Linked DNA regions of Anser cygnoides: region 1 is linked to region 2. Evidence: chromatin contacts called from public Hi-C data. All regions are on one chromosome and are shown on one strand. Each heading gives the region's core, a stretch centred on a gene start, on an enhancer-like site or on the middle of the called end of the contact. The rest is flanking DNA. Distances are from core to core; before and after follow the strand shown. Region 1 overlaps BACH1 (BTB domain and CNC homolog 1). Region 2 has its middle 15 kb from the start of BACH1.

Region 1 (3,637 bases), core at 496-2,995, 40 kb after region 2:
AACTTTCTGTTTGTTTCTGTTGTCTTATGCGATTTCTGTTTGTTTTGTAACTTTGTCAATATTGTGCAACAGTTTGGGGAGAAAAATTTAAAGACATGATTCATCTGCAAGATTAGACCTGTAGTTGACTAAACGATAATTATAGTGTAATATCCTTTTTTTCTGTGGACCTACACTAGAACAGAATGAATGTCTGCTGTTTGACAGAGATCATTGTGCGAGTGCTAGACAATGAGCATTGAGAATTGTGAGGTAAGGCCTGAGTTCTGAATTGTGCTCTAGGCACAAATGTTTCCTGTCACTTTTTTTTACCCGAGCGGGTAAGTTTCTTCAGAACTTCTTGAGAAAACGTTGTTTGGAGCTGTTGAGAGTGTCTTAGGGCAGCTGATGCTGTGCGCCGTCAAACTTGTGTAAGTTGTGCACAAATACAGAAACTGAGACTTGTCTAGGCATAATTTTTGGGTGGCTGGAAGAAGAGACATCTGAAGAGTGTATGGTACACACCCAGGCTGCTTTGTGCATGGCGACTCCTGCCTCCTTTCTGCTTTTCTGGGTCAGTCTTGGGTCTCAGAAGCAGGTTGCTCTTCTCACGGTATTCTCTGTGATGTGGCTCAGAGAGGATAATGCGGTATAGCTATAGTTGGAAAACTTTGGACAGGTAGATAATACTGTGTACTGTTAGGAAATATTATTTGGCAAAACTACTCATACTGGTTTCCAGTATGTACAGCGTGTTGTCTTGTATTGATGTCTGAGTTGTTGCTTATCAGGTTTTTGTTTTTCTCAGAGTAAAACATAATATTTGTGGTGCATTCTTGAGAAACCACTCTATCTGGCGCAGACATTAACCCCTTGCATGAGTAGAGGCTGGAGACTGGCTGGGGAGTAGCTTTGCTGAAAGGGCCCTGGGGGGTTGTTCTGGGCATGAGCATGAGTCAACAGCTGAGCATGAGTCAACAGCTTGTCCGGGCTGAAAAAAGGCTGTCAGCATCCTGGGTTGTATTAACAGGAGCACAGCCAGTGGTTTGAGGGCAGCGATTGCACTCCTATACATAGTACTTGTAAGACTGAATCCAGAATATGGTGCCCAGTTTCACCACCGCCCTCCCTGTGCTGGAAGGATCTCGACAAATGAATAAGGTTAGGAGAGAGGTCCCCAGGACAGTCAGGGTTGAAGTACTTACATGAGGAGAGGCAGATGAAATGGGGCCTCTTCTGCTCGGGGAGAGATGGCTGTGGGGAGAGCTAATAGCCACCTGCCCACATCTGTGGGGAAGTCATCAAGATGATGTTGGGAATGGGAGTACTCCTGCCTCCTAGCAGGTAGCGTTATTCACAGCAGAATAGCTGGAGACCCTGTCATAAACAGAATTAGGAGGTTTCAACTGGATATATGGAAACCCTTTTACCAAGGGGGATGGGCAGGCAATGGAGGAGGTTACTCATAGAGGTTGTGTGGGCTCTGTCCTAGGAGGTTTTCATGACGCCACTGGACAAACCCCTGAGCAGACTGGTCTTACCCAGAGGTGACTGCTCAGACTGCAGACCTCCTGAGGTGTACCGTCCTATCCAAGTGATCTGAAAGTCTTAAGCTCCACTTACATGCGAACAAGAGTAGTACTCTGTGTTGAATCGAACTGCTCTCTGAGAGAATTAGGTTGAGTCGTTTCTCTTGACCAGCTCTGTACAGAAGATCATCTTTGACCCTAAGTCAGGCAGGGGTGGAGTTAACTTCCACACAGCAGCCCACGTGGTGTTGTGTTCCGCAACTGCAGCTAGAACAGCCCTGGTATCGCACCAGTGTTTTGTCTTTTGCTGAGCAGGGTTGGCACAGCATCAAGACTCTCCTCCCTTTTTTCTTTTTCCTTTAAACGATCCTTATCTCAACCTGCAAGCTTTTGTTTGCAGTCATATTTTCTCCTCCCCCTACCTCTTCCTTTGAGGACTTCAGTTGGCCATTGGTGTGAAACCACCACAGACCCCCCTCGTATAGTCCATATAGTCTTTGCTTATTGACCTTCCGGGTGAGCCTTTGTGTTCCTGTTGTTCACTCCTGTTCTGTATGTGGGAATACATGTGGGCCTCTCAGGGAAAGGTTAGCTTCATAGAAACAGCTCTTTCAGAACACCTGTGTATGCATATCCACCTAACTTGTACTTTTCTCACATCAAAGTTTTAGACTGAGGGTATTTGTGAGGGGGAGCAGAGTAAAGGACAGCTGGCCTCAAGAAACACTACTTCCTTGGAGATCCCGTGGCTCAGGAGGAGGATGTGTCACTGCGTGACAGGCTGTAGCTGTGATCTAAAATGCAATTGAGATCTTGTTATATATGCTATAGCAAGGAGAAATGCATGACCTAAATAGATTCTTCACCAGAAGTGAGAGTTCTTAATGTGATGATAATTTTGACCTCAACTAGTTAGCATTTCTTTGCAGTATTAATATAATGCGGCTAAAATTGAAATGCATTAACTTTTTAACAACTTAAATTCCCCACCCCCATCTTACACACTGGGAAAAAATATTTCTGAGTGTTGAAGTTTGTGTTAAGCAACAGTCCAGATTATTTCATCAGTCCATGCTGCACAGCTGAGTGACTCTGCATACCCAAAATGTACGTTTCAGATTAGGAGATCTGGCAAAGCTGCACTCTTTCTAATCGCTTTCGGCAAAAGAGGCTGGCAAAAACTGCTTCCCTTGCAAAGTGCCGCTTAACACTAATGAATTCTTTCAGAACGAAATTGTAGAGGTTGCAGTATGAGTTTCTCCTGCAAGAAGGAATGTGAGAAGAAATAAAAGTAATATTTCTAAGAATGAATTGATGTAACCCATGATGATTTATTTCTCAAAAGCTATTTAAAACTTTGTGCAGAAACTGAAATGTATGTCTTCAAAACTCTGCCTTTTAAAATTAACTGTAGAACTAAAAATGTGTTTTTTTCTTTCAGCTACTTCATTTGGGTCTTATTTCCTGTCCTTCGTTTCCTCATTTTCTTTTCCTCCAGACATTGCTTGTTTACATCATTAGACTAACCCCCCTCAGTTTTCCATGTCCTTGCATCTTCAACCAGTTATACCAGAAGTCTCAGAAAAGATTGATGTTGAAGTAAAATAAATTTTCCTATTCTACTTTAGAAACAATTCTGGAGTCTATTGTTTTTTCTGTGGTGGACTTAGCACTTCTTGAGAATTTAATGTATTTTCATCTAACAGAGTAGTATCAATACTGAAAATGTGATGTCTAGTTTTTTACACTTAAATTTTCAATGTAAAATCTCCATGGAAACCGTTCTGCTTAATGTTTGGTCGACCTAACGGGTGGTAACAGTTTAGATGCGTTATGCTGTAGAATTAGTGTTTTGGGAATATTTATAGTAAGTGGAGCTAGGTTTCATTCAATAAGTAAGCGTTATTCTTTTCTTTGTCAGCATTAGTTTTGAAAAAGCTTTATGTTTTGAAAAGTCACTTCAAATAGCTGAGTTGACACTTCAAGACAGGGTAGGATTGTGCTTTTAGTAGGCATTTGGTTGTGTCATTGTTGATCTTACAGTCTGCTGAAACAGAAGGAATTTGGCAATGTTATTTACAGACTTGTTTTATTTTTTTGTGTGTTAAAATGTACGCTAAAAAGCTATT
Region 2 (3,410 bases), core at 464-2,963:
TAGATGCTTATAGCGCTGTAGGTGGTTCTCATAAAGAAACAGGAATAACCATTATATGGCTCTGTTCTTCTAGTACAGATGAATCCATGCCAAGGGTTGTATTTGCATTAAAAATACTCAAATCATAGCCTTGATAAATAGCCTATGTGTTGTAAAAACTACACTGAAGCTAGAGCACTTTGGCACTGAAATAAATGCATCGCCACTAATCGGCCTTTACTGCTTTTATTGCACAAGCTGAGTTTGTTGCTTTTATTAACTAGATCCGCAGTTACCCACACGAAGGGGCAGTGATGTGATGTTCTGTGATGAAAAACCTCCCACTTCTGTCTTGTGACTGCTCCACAAGCGTATGGCACATCCCGGTGCGCAACCCAGGCTGCCCTGTGCCTACAGACTTCCTCCGCAGCCCTGTGATTGCTTCAGTCCCTCCTGCTTCTTCCTTTGACTCCTGCTTCTCACTCTCCCCTGCTGTGCCTGGGCAGCTTAAGTAAGTCAACCACTCAGAATTGTTAAGAGTAGCCAGAAGCAAAGACATCCTTTGAAAACACCACCTGCTAAAAACCTTACCTGTCTCATGGTCAGACCCTTCTGTATTCATGTCAGTATATAGGTTTACTTGATTAAATATCAGTATTTCCTATACTAAGAAACTATAGTATTTTCTATACTATGCGTTAATATTCATGGGAGACTGGCACATTCATACATACACATACTCATAAATACAGTTCTAAATGTTTGGCTTATCTGGGGAGCTCAGCCCCTTGTTGAGTGCTTAATCAGACAAGAAGCCCACTGCTCCCATATGAAATAATACCTCCTTTTGAATTTATCTGCATTCAAGGAGAATGTGAACACTAATTTGTGAAACAATTTGAAAAAAGGAGGATTCTTTCAAGGAAAAGATAACTACATAAACGTTCCCAGATAAACTAAGTTACATCCAGGTATGCACTAAAATGTGCTAAAAATGTGCCTAAATCTATTTATGACCCTTTGAAAAGCTCTCATTAGTTTAAGTCTGTGGAAGAGGCTCTTACATCTGACTGTGTGAGCTCCCTCTTGTGGGTAACGTGACATCTACCACTACCGTTGCAAGACATACAGATGCCTCAGTAAATATTTTCAGTATACAATCACATTTTTCCAAGTGGAGTTTTTGTTGTTTAAGTGGTTATAGCTACTCATTCTTCACTTTATCTGGTATAGGATGGTTTACCGATTTCTCACCATCTGATCGTATCTGTGTGAAAATACTAAAAGGGTGATATCCAGTGTTTTTAACATACTAGAAAGACTTGTACAAGGGTGTAGTTTCCAGCAAAGCGTTAGACAACAGCTAACATGAACACCTGAGCTGAGTGAGTTCTGGCACCCTAGAGAAGCTAAAAGAGTTCAACATACTTCCATGTCATATAGAAACTTCTTTATCTGTCCAAAGTTTTTCTGCTGGCTTCAGCTGGATTTACATTGATCTCTGTTGATTCCTGCCTGGAAATCTGGCCTAAACAGCTTTACTTTACAAGCATTACCCAGTACTAATTGATTGCAGACTCTTTATATAAAAAAGATTTATATAATAGCAAAAAAACCTAAGAATCAAATATGCTTTAAATAAGAGTACAGAACAGCTCAGAAATGTTTTTCTATTTATTGGTAAATTTTAAGAGGCCTTAAATCTCATACAGCATGGTCTTCATGAATTACGTTTTGAAATACAATAACAATAACAACAACAAAATGAGAATGCAATGCTGTCTTTCTATTTTTCTCTCTGCATTCAGTCAGGTTAAGTAACCTGATTATCCAAAGTGTTGGACTTTGGAAGCGCACGCTAACGCATGGGAAATTTTCCAGACGCAGTTCAAGTTTCAATGACCCAAAGTGGCTGTACTGGAATATTAGGCTTGTTTTGCAAGCCATGAAATCGGTGGCTCTTGCACAGCCCACAATTTATTTGAACAATCATTTTTTTTTGTTGAAAATTTGGATTCATATTACATTTTTGAAGGAAAAAGAGCAAAAAAAGCATGCTAGTAAGTTTTCTTTGCTACTTTATCTGTTTCAGAATTCCCCTTTAGTTCATAAAAAGAAGTTTCTTTCCTCACCTGGCTGAAACCTGGCAAGACACAAAGCTGTAGTTACATGGTTTTAAAAGTGAGACGTGAAAACGAAAGAAAACATAGGCAAGATTTTACCAAAAGTAGTGGACCACATTTTTATCAGCAGTCTGTGATAGCTGTGTATCTCCTAAGCATGACTGTACATGCAGTGTTTTCAGATGTTTGTGAGGGTCTCCTGATCCTGTAGCTTCTATTCAAGAGACTGTTAATTCAAGGTTTGACCATCAGAGTGCTCTGACGTAAAGCTACCAACATATTGTCATCCAGAAGGTAATCATCACTGGATTTTTATCATGAGAAAGGGGCATTTTAAATGTGCTGAACATGGTTTCTGAAATGAAGGAGTCCACACCTAAGTGAGCGAGGCTGCTGGGTAGGTTAATCAGCAACATCAAGAGCACACTGCATGGTAAACTAGATTTAGGCCCTGGTTCAACACAGCACTTAGTGTGGAGCACTGTTGCCATATCAAACAAATCTCTCAAACACGTACCTGACTTGAAGCGATGAGTAGTTCCCACCCATTGGCAGCGGTAGGGTTTTATTCACGTGTTGAAGTGTTTGGTTGGATCAGGGCCAAAGAGACCAGCACCTCAGCTTGAAACCTGACGGCTAAAAGACCATCTGAATGTAATGACGTGCTAGGAGTGTTTAAACACCGTGCTTGGTCAGTACTTTTCCACTGAGCTGTGAGTGAGCTAAACAGGTCGTCACTGAGCCTGGCACTGGGAAGGGCCTTCATGCTGTGAGGTGTGTACAAAACTCGAGCATCCTGCTCCAGTGCTTGGAGCTGGGTCTAGGCCCAGCTTCAGCTTCTGAGAAGCCAGCCCCAGGTGTAAGTCAAAGTAATGAAGAAAACATTCTCTTTTGTCATCCCTATTAAACATATTTGTTCCTACTTGCACAGCTACAGCCATGCCAATGCTCATGGAGTGGCTCTGTGGAGTCATTATATGGAACTATATGACTTTAAAGAAAAGCAAGCAAACATAGAAAAAAGGTCAAATATTTACAAAGAACTATGAAACGCATCTAGAAACTGCTGTTGACTAAAAGATTGACAGTATAATACTGTTAAACAATTTTAGAAATACTCTGCCAGCTTTTCTTTGGAAAAAAATAGCAGAAATACAGGGCTAGGAGGAAAATCCCATGGGTTTCTACGTTAGATACATCCCATTCCTCCTTTCTTCGCCCTTTACATACCCCTTCCAGTTCTTCCAGTAAGAGGAGATCTCAGCTGCTTCAAAGATGTGACAGATAAAAAACGTTTCTTGCAGTTGT

What was found. Hi-C and Micro-C count contacts between places; a contact is called where the count stands out from the background.
Region 1: a Hi-C map of liver shows a contact between it and region 2, with 3 times the contacts expected there. The contact joins two enhancer-like sites. A contact is called at or near these places in 4 of 7 Hi-C or Micro-C datasets (blood and liver).

What each region holds. Positions count from the first base shown.
Region 1 is chr1:112,074,681-112,078,317 of Taihu_goose_T2T_genome, forward strand. The region is part of intron 5 of BACH1 (BTB domain and CNC homolog 1); the gene reads left to right. Among named protein-coding and RNA genes, the nearest start is that of BACH1, 25 kb to the left of the region's middle. Within about 2 kb of position 1,746, at least 3 of the 3 cell types and tissues checked have open chromatin away from gene starts, as enhancers often do. A contact at or near this core is called in liver, where this site is marked.
Region 2 is chr1:112,034,553-112,037,962 of Taihu_goose_T2T_genome, forward strand. No RefSeq gene overlaps it. Among named protein-coding and RNA genes, the nearest start is that of BACH1, 15 kb to the right of the region's middle. Within about 2 kb of position 1,714, at least 1 of the 3 cell types and tissues checked has open chromatin away from gene starts, as enhancers often do. A contact at or near this core is called in liver, where this site is marked.